Regions from separate parts of the Pan troglodytes genome. Here region 2 is linked to region 1. The links are chromatin contacts, called in public Hi-C maps. All regions are on one chromosome and are shown on one strand. The core of a region is the stretch at or near the end of the contact, and the rest is flanking DNA. Distances in the headings are between cores, read along the strand shown.

Region 1 (5,925 bases), core at 2,979-5,478:
TTTGTGTTATTCTAGCCAGGGCCATCCCTGTCCTATCATTGGAATTTAAACATTTCCATTACTACACAACATCAGGGTCTAGTGCCAAAAGAAAATGTTCTTTGAAATTATTCTTGTAACTTGTCAGAACAATTTAGATTTCCTGAGTTTGTGATATTTAGATGCTATTACTGAGGACAAGTCCATACCTAAATATTTCATAATGAACACAGGAGCCGCATTACCAAAACTGCTTGTAACAAGGACAGGCTGTGGTGTGTGTGTGTGTGTGTGTGTGTGTGCAAATGAAACAGTATTGTAGTTTATGTTTTGACTGCTAAACCTTTAATCTATTTCAGATCCTGGGGTAGTTAAGGATTGGCTAAATAGGCCTCAAGTAAAGCTAACAATAAAAATTAAATAAAAATTTAATTCAAATACTTAAAATTATGAAACTTATTCAAATAACACCCTCAATAAAGTGAGAAGCAAGTGATAAACTGGGCAAATATTTTCACAACAAACACATCTGACAAAAGAATAGTATTGAGAATATATAAAGAATTGTTATGAAGTAATGAGAAGACCAATCACTCAATTGAAAAAAATTACCAAAAGATACAAAGAGGCATTTTGCTTAAGAAGGAACATGTGGCTAAAAGCAAAACAAAAACAAACTAAATAGAAGGGATGGTCAGTTTCTTCACTGATCAGAAAAAGGCAGATCTAGACCACATTGAGATATCATTTCACACTCATCTTAGTAGGAAATATTAGGAAGTCTGACGTTAATATCAACTATTGGCAAGTGTCAGGGTAATACAGTCTTTCATATATTGCTGAAGAAAGTGTAAAGTGGTATAGTTACTTCAGAAGACAATTTAGCATCATCATGTAAAATGGAAGATTCATATTCCCTATGGCCCAGTAATTCCACAGTTTGGTATACAACCAAGAAAACTTCTGGTACAGAGTTCGCATACTAGGAGATATGAGATGGCATGTTCACAGCAGATCTGCTTAAAACAGCAATCAACTGGACATCACTAAATGCAAACTGACAGTAGAATGGATAAGTGCAATACATTCATGGAATAGAATAAGTCAAAATAAACTGTAGCAACATTTAACAATATAGATACCTTATACATAGATATACTTTATTTAGATTTTTTTCATTAGTACACAGAGAGAAGTTCATATAAGAGAAGTGTGGTAGATTGAGTTTTCAAAAACCCACCATTCTTCACTCCTCTTTTGTGACTTGTTTTGTCAATAGGATATGATAAAAGTGATACTGTTGCAGTGCTGAGTTGTTCTCAGAGGGCAACATGTGCCTCTACTCTTGCTATTGAAACCCTGCCACCAGCAAGTGAACAAGCCTGGGCGTGCCTGTTCACAGATTAGAGACTAAGTGGAGAGATCCAGTCGTTCTAGCAGAGGCCATATTAGACCAACCTACATCCAAGTGACCCTCAAACATGAAAGCGGGTCCAACCAGTATCACCAGCAGAGCTGTCCACCTCATGCTCAGTTGACTCCAGACACATAAGTGAGAACAACTAAGACCAGAAGAACTTCCCAGCTCACCAGCTTGTGGATAATAATAAATGCTTATTGTTTTAGGCCACTGAGTTTTGTGGTGGAATTTGTTATACAGCAATAGCTAACTGACAACAACAAATTCATGGACTTAGGATTTTCTTCCACAAAGTGAACACACCCATTTAACTAGCACTCAGATCAATACCAGCACTCCATAAGACCTCTACCTGCCACCTTCCAATCACTAGCCATCCTGTCCCCTACCCAAGATAGCATATTTTCTAACTCTTCATATACACTGAATAATAATGTATATACTTTTTTGTGTCTGGCTCTTTTTATTTATTTATTTTTTTGAGACATAGTCTTGCTCTGTTGCCCAGGCTGGAGTGCAGTGGTGTGATCTCGGCTCACTGTAAACTCCACCTCCCTGGCTGAAGCAATTCTCATGCCTCAGCCTCCCCAGTAGCTGGGAACTACAGGCGTGTGCCCCCACGCCCAGCTAATTTTTGTATTTTTAGTATAGACAGGGTTTTATCATGTTGGCCAGGCTGGTCTCGAACTCCTGGCCTCAAGTGATTCACCAGCTTCAGCCTCCCAAAGTAAGCAACATATTTTTAAGTGAAAAATTGTAGGCTCCCCCAAATTTTATACAGTGTAGGTTCAGTATGGTCCTTTAACTTACATTATCATATTTCAATATGATACTCCATATGATACTATTTTTATGAAGTTAAAACAAATAAGATAAAAAAATAAAGTGTTATAGGAATACACATGCATGATATATATGCACATGTATATCTATAACCATGTAAATATAAAAGAACAGGAATATATACATGCACACGTTTCAGATTCATTGTTGCCTTGAAGGGCAGAGGGTGGAGAATGAAAGGCCAGGGTACCAGAGGGGGGAGAAACCAGTATTGTAGTTTTTGTGGTGTATATGGGTGTGTATTACATTATAAATACAGTAATATGGTCTTGCATGGACCAATGAGAAGGAGGTTGTTCATCCAATTTTCAAAATCTGTGTGTAGAGCTACCTAAATAAAGTAGGAGAACAGAAGGGAAGAAAGGGTTCTAAAAAATAACCAGTCTGTGGCAAATTTTACATTTGAGAAGACCAAAAAGACTGAAGACCACAAAATTTAAGTGACTTGGCCAGAAGTCATTCAGATATTCTTATGACATGAATTTGATATGAAGAAAATACATTTTAAAGGTAGTTTTCCCCCCTTATGGTTTATGGTTGAAGCAAATTCTATTTTCTTACAAATGCTGTGTTCTGATATTTAAAATGTTGTCTGGCATCATTAGGTCTCAATCCCTTCTTAGAACAAAATGTTCCTGCTCTCTCCCATTTGAAGAGTATTCTTTCTTCAGATGAGTTTTCTAAACTTTCCTATTAAACTTGCTGGAATGTGAATGGGGAAATTAGAAAGACTTTTGTTTTTTTGTGTGTCAGTGAGGTGATTAATCACAGCACATTTCTTAGGATTTGGAGGGAATCCTGGGTCTGGGAGTGCTGGTGACTTGGAACAGGTTCTGCTGCAGCTGGGTGAACTTGGTCTTTGTAGACTTCTCTCTCAAGTTTATCTCAAGAGGGGGATTTGGCCAAAGAGTTAGAACGGAAATAATGGCATCCTCCTCCCATTTCTTATTTCTTACCTAACAGCACAACTCAAAATATACTCAGGTGTTCTTTTATCTTGTGAGATAACTCCCTAGAATTGGTGCGGGTGAGTTGGGGGGAAGAATCTGCTCTCCCCTGCACCCCTTACCCCATTTCTGAAATGTCAGAATCTTTCTTCCTTCCAATCATATGCTCAAGGATATCAAAAAGAGAAAGATTTCCAAGTTAGTTCTACATTTTGATCACATCCCCCTATTAATCATATGTTTTTGCTACCATCTGCAACAGAGAGAAATTTTAAATTCATTGTGCATACATCGTTTAAAATTTCCCCTCTCCGTTATGTTATTTAAACTTTTCCTACATATCAATTAGTTTGAAATAATAAGTCTTTAGGCTATCCATTAATTGCTGTACTGTAGACATGATCTGTATTTAAAATTATGCAAGGAAAATTAAGCTGAAGCACGAAGGAGTCTTGGCTAACGGTGAAGGCTTCTTAGCCCTTCAGAGCAAGAACTGAGATAACGAGGACAGGAAATACACAGGAGGCTCCTTGCCGAGTTTGTCGTTCGCCAGCGTGGAGACGTGAAAACAGACTGCTCCAGCTGTGGGCTCTTCCTCGCTTTTCAGTTCTCCTTTTGAATTCTTACTGTATTTGGTCATGCCGAGGCAGAAGAAAACGATTGTCAGCCAAAGGTCCTTTTCCAGTAGAAATTTATTATAAATAGTTTAACAGCAACTTGGCTTCGTAATTAATTTCCCTACTCCCCTCCCCTTGCAAAAAACAACACATCTCCATTCTGTAATCTTGATTAAGTTTGTGGCAGGTAGAAGGGCCTGGACCCAGGGAGAACAGGAGAAAAAGGAGAGGTGTTGGGGCTGGTAGCCTTACTCATTAGTGCCTTGATTTTAGTAAACACCATGGTGTTACTGGAAGAAATATTACTTAGAATGAAGAAGAAATCACAGAACTCTCTGTTGCTTGTTCAGAGCCCCTGAGGCCTGGGAGCTTTGCAAGATTCTCGACTTCCTAATAACCAAGGCTCTAGGCAGTGCTAAAAAAAAAAAATGCCCTCTGAGATCTGTCTGCCTGATCTAGTCCCACCCTGTTGGGTGGTAGTTTCAGCAACTGAGGACTGTGCAATTGAGTTTTGCACACTGGAAAAAGAAAGATGGAACGAGTGTTAGAAAGTGGCTCATGGGTGACATTTTTCAGATCTTCCCTACCCAGGAAAGTTTAAGTTTATGGATGCTTATTTTGCCTTTGTGAGCTCTTCCTTTTTTCCCTCTGGCTTCTTGTTTTTGCCTCATGATTAATCATTTTGACTGCAGATCTGGCAATGTCAAGCATTGTGGGGCTCCTCTTGCCCTCTAGTGGTGAAATAGTAAAGTACAGCACTCGAAATACTATATGCCCATTACGAGTAAATGGTTAGAGCTTGGGAGAACAGCGCTTCTTTGTTGAATAACGCTTTGAAGATTACACACACAATCACATAAAATGCCTCAGCACAGGGGACTGTGGAAGGAGAAGAAAGCGTCTTATTCTGAGTGTCATCATTTAGGAGACTCACACAAAAGTAAGAGAATCTTTCTAGGGAAATGTTCTCTTTTCCTTGCTTGAACTGAAGTTGCAATTTAGAGGCAGTTACCCTTAACCCTGGCATTTTTCCCCCCAGTACAAGTGTTCATAGAAGCACCACATGTAACAGGCAAAAGCTGGAAACAACCTAAATGTCCATCAACAGTGGAATGGGTAAATGAAGTGTGGTGTATTCACATACTTTATAGCAATTTTTAAAAACCCAACTACAGCTATCTACAACAACAAAAAAAGAAGCCAGATGCAAAGAACTATAGACTGTATGACTGTTTATATAAAGTTGCAAAATAGGCTGCTGTCTCAGTTCATTCCTGCTGTCAGGTTTTATCTCTGCCTCCTAATTATTCTGTCATTTCAGCCACATCTGGGGTTACTAAGTGTCATTTCTAAATTGTACCTACTGACATTAGCCAATATCTTTTTGCTGGTCTCCCAAAAGAAAGATCCATCATTTTTCTAACTCCTAATTGAAGAACCTAAGAAAATTGCTGTGTTACAAAGTGTTCCTTTTCATCATCCACAAAACAATCCTCCAGGACAGAGTTGAGCAAAACCAATTCTGTCCAATCCAGTCTGAGTCTAATGACAGAAACTACTCTGAGTTACCTTATTCCTGATATTCCAGGACTGACATCAGGGCCTCTGTCCCAAGAAGTGGAGGAAGGCAGAACTCCCACTAGCCATATCCCAGCCTCCTTAAGATGGGCCTGTGGTCCTGGGAAATCTGCTCTTCTAACCTTTCCTTCGTCCACAGAAGCCACATCAGTAGAGGGTCAGTCACAGACAAGGGGCACACAGTGAATAAGGAGGCACTCACTTCTTGGATTAATTGGCTTAGTGTGAGAAGGCTCACTTTTACATCCTAAGATTGGAAAGTGCCAGAGGCCCCCACAAATCTCCAAAAGCATAGTTTGCTCTCCGATTTTCTCAACTCTTTCCTGGTTTGTAATGTTTATTGTTTTCTTATAATATTTACCAACCATCTTACCTCACCAATGCTAGATCCTACAGGTAACAGAAGCACAGTATACCAGAATGATCACATCCAATAGCCCCTGGCTGGCTCCAGGTGTCATGAAGTGACCTCTGATTTTGTTACTGCCCCTGAGTGGTGGTCAGAAGTTACCTTATGTCAGTTTACAGTGTGGCAGCCCCC
Region 2 (6,433 bases), core at 522-3,021, 210 kb before region 1:
GTTGCTTTTCCTGGTCATGTTTACATTATAAATCTGATTTCTCTTTAAGGGGAAATTCAATATCATTTTAAAATGATACATAGCTGCCTATGTTTGAATAACATTATTTCCAGACAAAAAGAATTATTAAACAGCTATCTCCACATACCTATAACTTAAATATATAGACCACTAAGTATTACATATATGGAAAAAAAAACACCTTTCCTGAATATTCTGGCCAAAATTAAATTTCAAATACATGTTTTAGAACAATAGCTAGAATCACTACAGAAGTTAAGAGGAAAAAAAGTTGGAAGAGTAGGGTCATCTTTCAGATATATCCATATTTATGGAAACTATAGTGGGCAGTTGTATTTCTCTCTAGGAAAATGCTAGTTTTATGATTCTAGATAAAGTTGCACTTAAACACACTTGGAAATTAGAGAATTCCATATTTCCATACTTCGATTCAGTACCATATACGAAGTCTACACTCAGAAGTATTGTACTATACAGAGTCTAATTGTTTAAAGCAAAAGCAACTTTAAAATTCTGAAAATAAGGATTTCCTTCACTAACAGGCTTTTAGGAGGCCCGAACCCTGCCCCCAATGAGTGCTAAGCCTGTCAGTGTTGTTTTAAGTGGAAACGGTCAATCATTTCTATGATTTCCCCAGAAGAGGCAAGAAGATCCACACGCATACACATTTACATGCGTTGCACGGTGCCAACTATTTCCAACCAAAATAATCATGTACACGTCGAGCCGAGCTATTTCTAGCCCAGAAGAGGGTGAACGTCTGGAGAGAGTCTGAGGAAACCCAGCAGGCGATGACTACAGGGGAAGGGGGATGGCGTCTGGGTCCCCTGCCTCCCGCGCGCACAGGGCGCCTGGCACCCGGCACCTGCACGGGGTCCCCGCTGGGCATCCGGGTGCGCGCGCGCGCGCGTCCGGGACGCACCCGCGGAAAGCAAACAAGCCCTGAGGGCCAAGGCGGGCGGCAGCATCCTCGGGCGGGACCCGAAATGCCTTTTCCTACCTGTCACTTTGCCTGGAGCTGCTGCCGGGGATGCGGCGACGGCCGCTGCCTGGAGACCCAGTGTGTACGCGCGTGTGTGTGCGCGCCCGTGTGTGCGTGTGCGTGTGTGTGTCTGTGTGTGAGAGATCTTGTTGGCGGTGCAGCTCACTTACTGCTCCCGGCGCGGCGCCACCACCCCCTCCTCGCCATAAAGAGCCGCCGCCAAGCCCCCTCCCGGCGCACCCCAGTCCCGCCCTCCCGCCTGCCTCCGCCCCCCCTCCCTGGCCTCCCCGCCTCCCCGTCTCCCCGCCGCGCGGTCCTTACCTCAGTTGAGGGCGGGGGTCTCCGCCGTGGCTCCCCAGCGAGCCCACGGGGCAGCGCCGACCCGCCCGCCCACCGCCGGGCCCTGCGCGTCCCCCGCTCCGGGCCCCGCCGCCCCTCAGCGGCCAGCCGCTCCCTCCTCCCCTGCCCCCGAGCCTCCCTCCTCGTTCTCGCCTCCCGGCTCCAGAGCCCGAGCTGTCGCCTCGCAGCCCCAACCTGCCCAGGCTACGGAGCATGCCCAGTGCGGCGCGCCGGGCTGGGCTGGGGGTGGGCAGGGGCCGGGCCGGCCGCCCAGTTGCCGCGAGCCCGCAGGGCGAGGAGTGGGCGCCGACTGGGTCGGGGGCGCAGCCTCGCGAGCCGGGGGCCGAGCAGCCGAGCCAGGTAGTGGGCAGCGCCAAGAGGAGGTGGGTGGGGCATCCGGGGAAGCCGGCCCGCGGCGCGCTCCTCTGGGGTCTCCCTGGCGGCTCCCCGCGGCATGTGCCCCATGCCCAGGGTTCGGGGACGCACGGGATGGCGCTGGGCGCAGAACCCAGGGAGCGGGGGCAGAAGAGCGGCACCCTCCTCGTATGGGAGACCCGCAGCCCGCCGTGGGCCGTGTGGAGGGGCTCAGGACTGGCCAGAACGGGGCCCCCAAAGCCGTTGGCTAGGTGGGGGACGTGCTTATTTGTTTATATTCGGTTTCATAAACCCATACAACGCCTACAATGCGTCCTGCAGTGTTCTAAACGCTTTTTATTAATTTAATCCCTAAAACAGTCTTCCAAAGAGTACTACTGCCTCTTTTTATTTCGCGGGTCTTACACAGAGCCACGGAGATTAAGTGGTTCCAAAAAGTCTTCCCACAAGTGCAACCTCAGACATGCAAACCCCCCAGACTTTGGTCCCTGGGATGCTGGGGTGCTGCTCCAGCCAGTTCCTGGCTTTTCCCGGCCCTACAACGGCCCCCAGGTGCCTCCGAGTCACACTCACACCCAGGCCCTAATGGTGTTCGGTCTGGCATCACCCTTGTGTGGACCCTCACAACGTGCTGCTCCCGGACTCCGGAGGGCTCCCTCCTCCCCACTCCGCCTCCTCCTTCTCCCGGCCGGCGGCCACCAAAACCCGGAGACGTGGCACCTGCGCATTGGGGACTGGGGCCATGCTCGCAGCTGCACTAGGCATGCTCAGCCGCCTGAGCCGGTCCGGCTGGCCAGGAGGAAAGAAAGGGCCAGACGGGGCGTGAAGTGTAAGAAATGGAGGGGGAATGTGTGTGCAAACAATAGTCCAGGCTCTGATGGGCAGGGGCAGTTGTAGATGCAAAAGGCTCATTCCCCTGGCACATCCTGGCCATTTCCAGGCAGGGCTAAGAGATGGGGGGAATAATCATCAAAAGTTTAACCAACTGGGCATCCTTAAGCAAGAGGAACCTGAGGCCCCACTGACCACTCCCCAGCTCAACTACTAAGCTGTAATTTTAGCTGAGCCTGGAAAAAAAGCTCCTCAGCAGCTGAAGCTGTCTGCCTGTGAAGAAGCCAAGAAAAATATCCCAGACCAAGTTTCCCCGCAAGATTGGAAAGGAAAGATAGATCCCAGGGAAAGGCTGGTGGCTCTTCACTGTTAGGGATATTAAAGATGTGGTGATTTTGGCTGGGCGCAGTGGCTCACGCCTGTAATCCCAGCACTTTGGGAGGCCAAGGCGGGTGGATCATCTGAGGTCAGGCGTTCGAGACCAGCTTGGCCAACATGGTGAAACCTCGTCTCTACTAAAAATACAAAAAAAAAAAAAAAAAATTAGCCGGTCGTGGTGGTGGGCACTTGTAATCCCAGCTATTCAGGAGGCTGAGGCAGGAGAATCTCTTGAACACGGGAGGCGGAGGTTGCAGTGAGCTGAGATAGCCCCACTGCACTCCACGCTGGGCAACAAAAGCAAAACTCCGTCTCAAAGAAAAAAAAAAGGGATCTGGTGATTTTGAGTGATTCCAGCATGATAAGGCAGTGTGTAATGGGCATACAAGTTGCCTGGGGATCTTGTTAAACTCCAGATTTTGATTCAGCAGATCTGGGGTGGGATCAGAGATTCTGCATTTCTAACAAGTTCCCACACCATGCTGATGTTGCTGTCTTTAGATAGAATTTTAGTTGCAAGAGGTTAGGGCAGTATTTTAGGCCTGTTCTTTTTTTTATATGTATAAGAAAACCAAGGTTCAAAAAGGTTAAGTAATTTGCCCCCAGGTCACAGGGCCAAGAAGTAGCATCACTAGGCTCAAACCCAGTTCTCCAGGGCTTCCTGTGTATTTTCCTCTATTCCCCAGGTATCACTCACAGACAGATGAGCTGAAGCTGTGAGTCTTGACAGTTTTTAACAATAGAACATAATATTAGTAGATAATGCCCAAACATACTATATCAGTTAGCCTTTAGTGTGTAACAAACCACACCAACACATAGTAGCCTAAAGCAACAATTATTCATTAGCTCACAATTCTGTGAATCAGTAACTGGAGCTAAAATCAGCTGAGCAGTGTTGTTCTCCTGGGCCTACTCATGCAGCTGCAGACATGCGGAGCTTGGAGCCTCATCCGGATGGCAAGGATGACAGGGTATTCCCATATGGCTTCTTCGTATGGTGAGTTCCTAGTTCCCAGCAGCAAAAGAAGGAAAGCCCCAATTTAAAATAGCATTTTATACCTCTGCTTGCTAATGTTCTACTGGCCAAAGCAAGCCACATGGCCATGCCCAGATTCAAAACATGGAGAAATCAACTTCAATTTTGATAAAAGGAGACACAAAATAGAGTAGTATTTTGTTTTTAAAATCTACCACACACATCAGATTCCATAAAACTAGCCCTCCTGCCTTAGAGTTCAAAGTTGTGTAGATTAAGCCTATCTTTCATTTTATATATTGGTAAACCAAGTCACAGTAATCTTTGTTGTTACTGTTAAGTCTTCAATCTAATAATGTGTTTATTAAGGAATCTCAACTCAGGTATAAACATTAAATAATTTTTTTCTCTAAATCTTAAATTCAATCCAAATTCTAAATTCCCTTACCCTGCCTTTGATGACGTATTAGATGGTCATTCATTCAATTTTTTTTTTTTTTGAGACAGGGTCTCACTCTGTTGCCGAGGATGGAGTGCAGTGGCATCATCACCGCAACCTCAAACCCAGGGACTCAAGTGATCCTCCCACCTCAGCACTCCCAGTAGCTTGGACTACAAGCGTGCGCTACCACACTTTGGTAAATTTTTTTATTTTATTTTTTTGTAGAGACAGAGTCTCACTATGTTGCCTAGGCTGGTTGTGAACTCCTGGGTTCACATGATCCTCTTGCCTCAGCCTCCCAAAGTACTCGGATTACAGGTTTGAGCCAAAGGATTGAGCTTGGATTACAGGTTTGTGCCTGGCCCATTGAACAAATTTTTTGAAACCTTCTATGTGCCAGGCACTACTCTTTGGCCAGGATACTAAAATAAGCAAGAGACAAAAATAATTGCCCCTAAGAAACTTAGATACTATCACAGGAGATAGACAATAGCATATTAAAAATATATAACATTGGGCCGAGTGTGGTGGTTCATGCCTATAATCCCAGCACTTTGGGAGGCCAAGGTGGGCAAATCACTTGAGGTCAGGAGTTCGAGACCAGCCTGGCCAACATGGCAAAACCCCAACTCTACCAAAAAATACAAAAATTAGCTGGGTATGGTGGCATGTGCCCATAGTCCAGCTACTCAGGAGGCTCAGGTGGGAGAACCACTTGAATCTGGGAGGTGGAGGCTGCAGTGAGCCAAGGTCATGTCCACTGCACTCCAGCTTGGGCAACAGAGTGAGACCCTGTCTCAAAAAAAAAAAAAAAAAAAAAAAAAAAATATATATATATATATATATATATATATATATATATAAAACATTGAGTAGTGCTAAGTAGTGTTTTATAACCTATATAAGTAAATATATATATAATCTCTCTGTCTCTTTCTCTCTCTATATATATATATATGTAAAACATTGAGTAGTTTTACTCAATGTTACTAAGAACCATGGTGAAAAGAAGGCTCCCTGAGATGAGGTAGAGAGGCAGCTGTTTTAGATAGGGGTCAGAGATGGCCACTCTAAGGCCATTTGAGTGGAAGCTGAATGAGAGATGTTAATATCTAGAGAACAGTGTTTCCAGCAGCGAGACCAGCAAAGGCTCTCAGATGAGAATATGCTTGGCATGTCCAAGGGATGAAAGGAGGCCAGAGTGGCAGAGCAAGACATGGAGTGAGCAGAAGTGGGGTCACAGAGGCAGCAGGGGGCCAGACCATGTAAGGTCACAGAAACGACTTTGGACTTTAGTCTGGGTGTGTCATGAACCCATTGGAAGATGTTAAACAGGGTCATGACATGATCTGATTGATGGTTTAGGAAGATGTGCATTAAGAATGCCTATAGGAGGGAGGGTAGGAAAAGCAGCCTATTCTAAGGATATAGCAGTGGGTCCACTAGGGCAGAGTTTATCACTTTTTAGCATTAAAACTCAGACCAAGTGTATTAGTCTGTTTCATGCTGCTGATAAAGACATACCCAAGACTGGGTAATTTATAAAGGAAAGAGGTTTAATTGAGTCACAGTTCCACATGGCTGCAGAGGCTTCACAATCATGGTAGAAGGCAAGGAAGAGCAAAGTCACATCTTGCATGGATGGTGGCAGTCAAGAGCTTGTGCAGGGGAACTCCCCTTTATAAAACCATCAGATTTCGTGAGACTTATTCACTATCAGGCGAACAGTACAGGAAAGACCCATCCCCGTGATTCAATTACCTCCCACCGGGTCCCTATCACAACATGTGGGAATTGTGGGAACTACAATTCAAGATGAGATTTGGGTGGGGACACAGCCAAACCATATCATCAGGTTAAACCTTCACCTTCAAACTCAACTTAAATTCAGTCTTCTGTCTTCTCCCTGTCCCATTGCAGGCCCTACTAGGTGCCTTAATTCTTGAAGTGGAAGGTTAGTGGCATAGGATCTGGCATTTAAACATTTTCCTACCCGCTGCCCTTCCCCAGCCACCCTCCCCAACCCTGCCATTTGCCCTTCAAGGCCTAGTTCCGCCAGCATGTTGGGCAGCAAGAAGAAAAGGCC

The links. Hi-C and Micro-C count contacts between places; a contact is called where the count stands out from the background.
Region 2: a Hi-C map of induced pluripotent stem cells shows a contact between it and region 1, with 1.4 times the contacts expected there. The contact joins two enhancer-like sites. A contact is called at or near these places in 3 of 7 Hi-C or Micro-C datasets (blood, induced pluripotent stem cells and stem cell-derived neural progenitor cells) and 1 of 1 datasets of contacts at active chromatin or transcription factors (stem cell-derived excitatory neurons).

The regions. Positions count from the first base shown.
Region 1 is chr21:15,398,019-15,403,943 of NHGRI_mPanTro3-v2.0_pri, reverse strand. All of the region lies in intron 32 of PLCB1 (phospholipase C beta 1), which reads right to left. Among named protein-coding and RNA genes, the nearest start is that of PLCB4, 410 kb to the left of the region's middle. Within about 2 kb of position 4,228, at least 6 of the 24 cell types and tissues checked have an H3K27ac peak or open chromatin away from gene starts, as enhancers often do. A contact at or near this core is called in induced pluripotent stem cells, where this site is marked.
Region 2 is chr21:15,609,314-15,615,746 of NHGRI_mPanTro3-v2.0_pri, reverse strand. No RefSeq gene overlaps it. Among named protein-coding and RNA genes, the nearest start is that of PLCB4, 200 kb to the left of the region's middle. Within about 2 kb of position 1,771, at least 20 of the 24 cell types and tissues checked have an H3K27ac peak or open chromatin away from gene starts, as enhancers often do. A contact at or near this core is called in induced pluripotent stem cells, where this site is marked.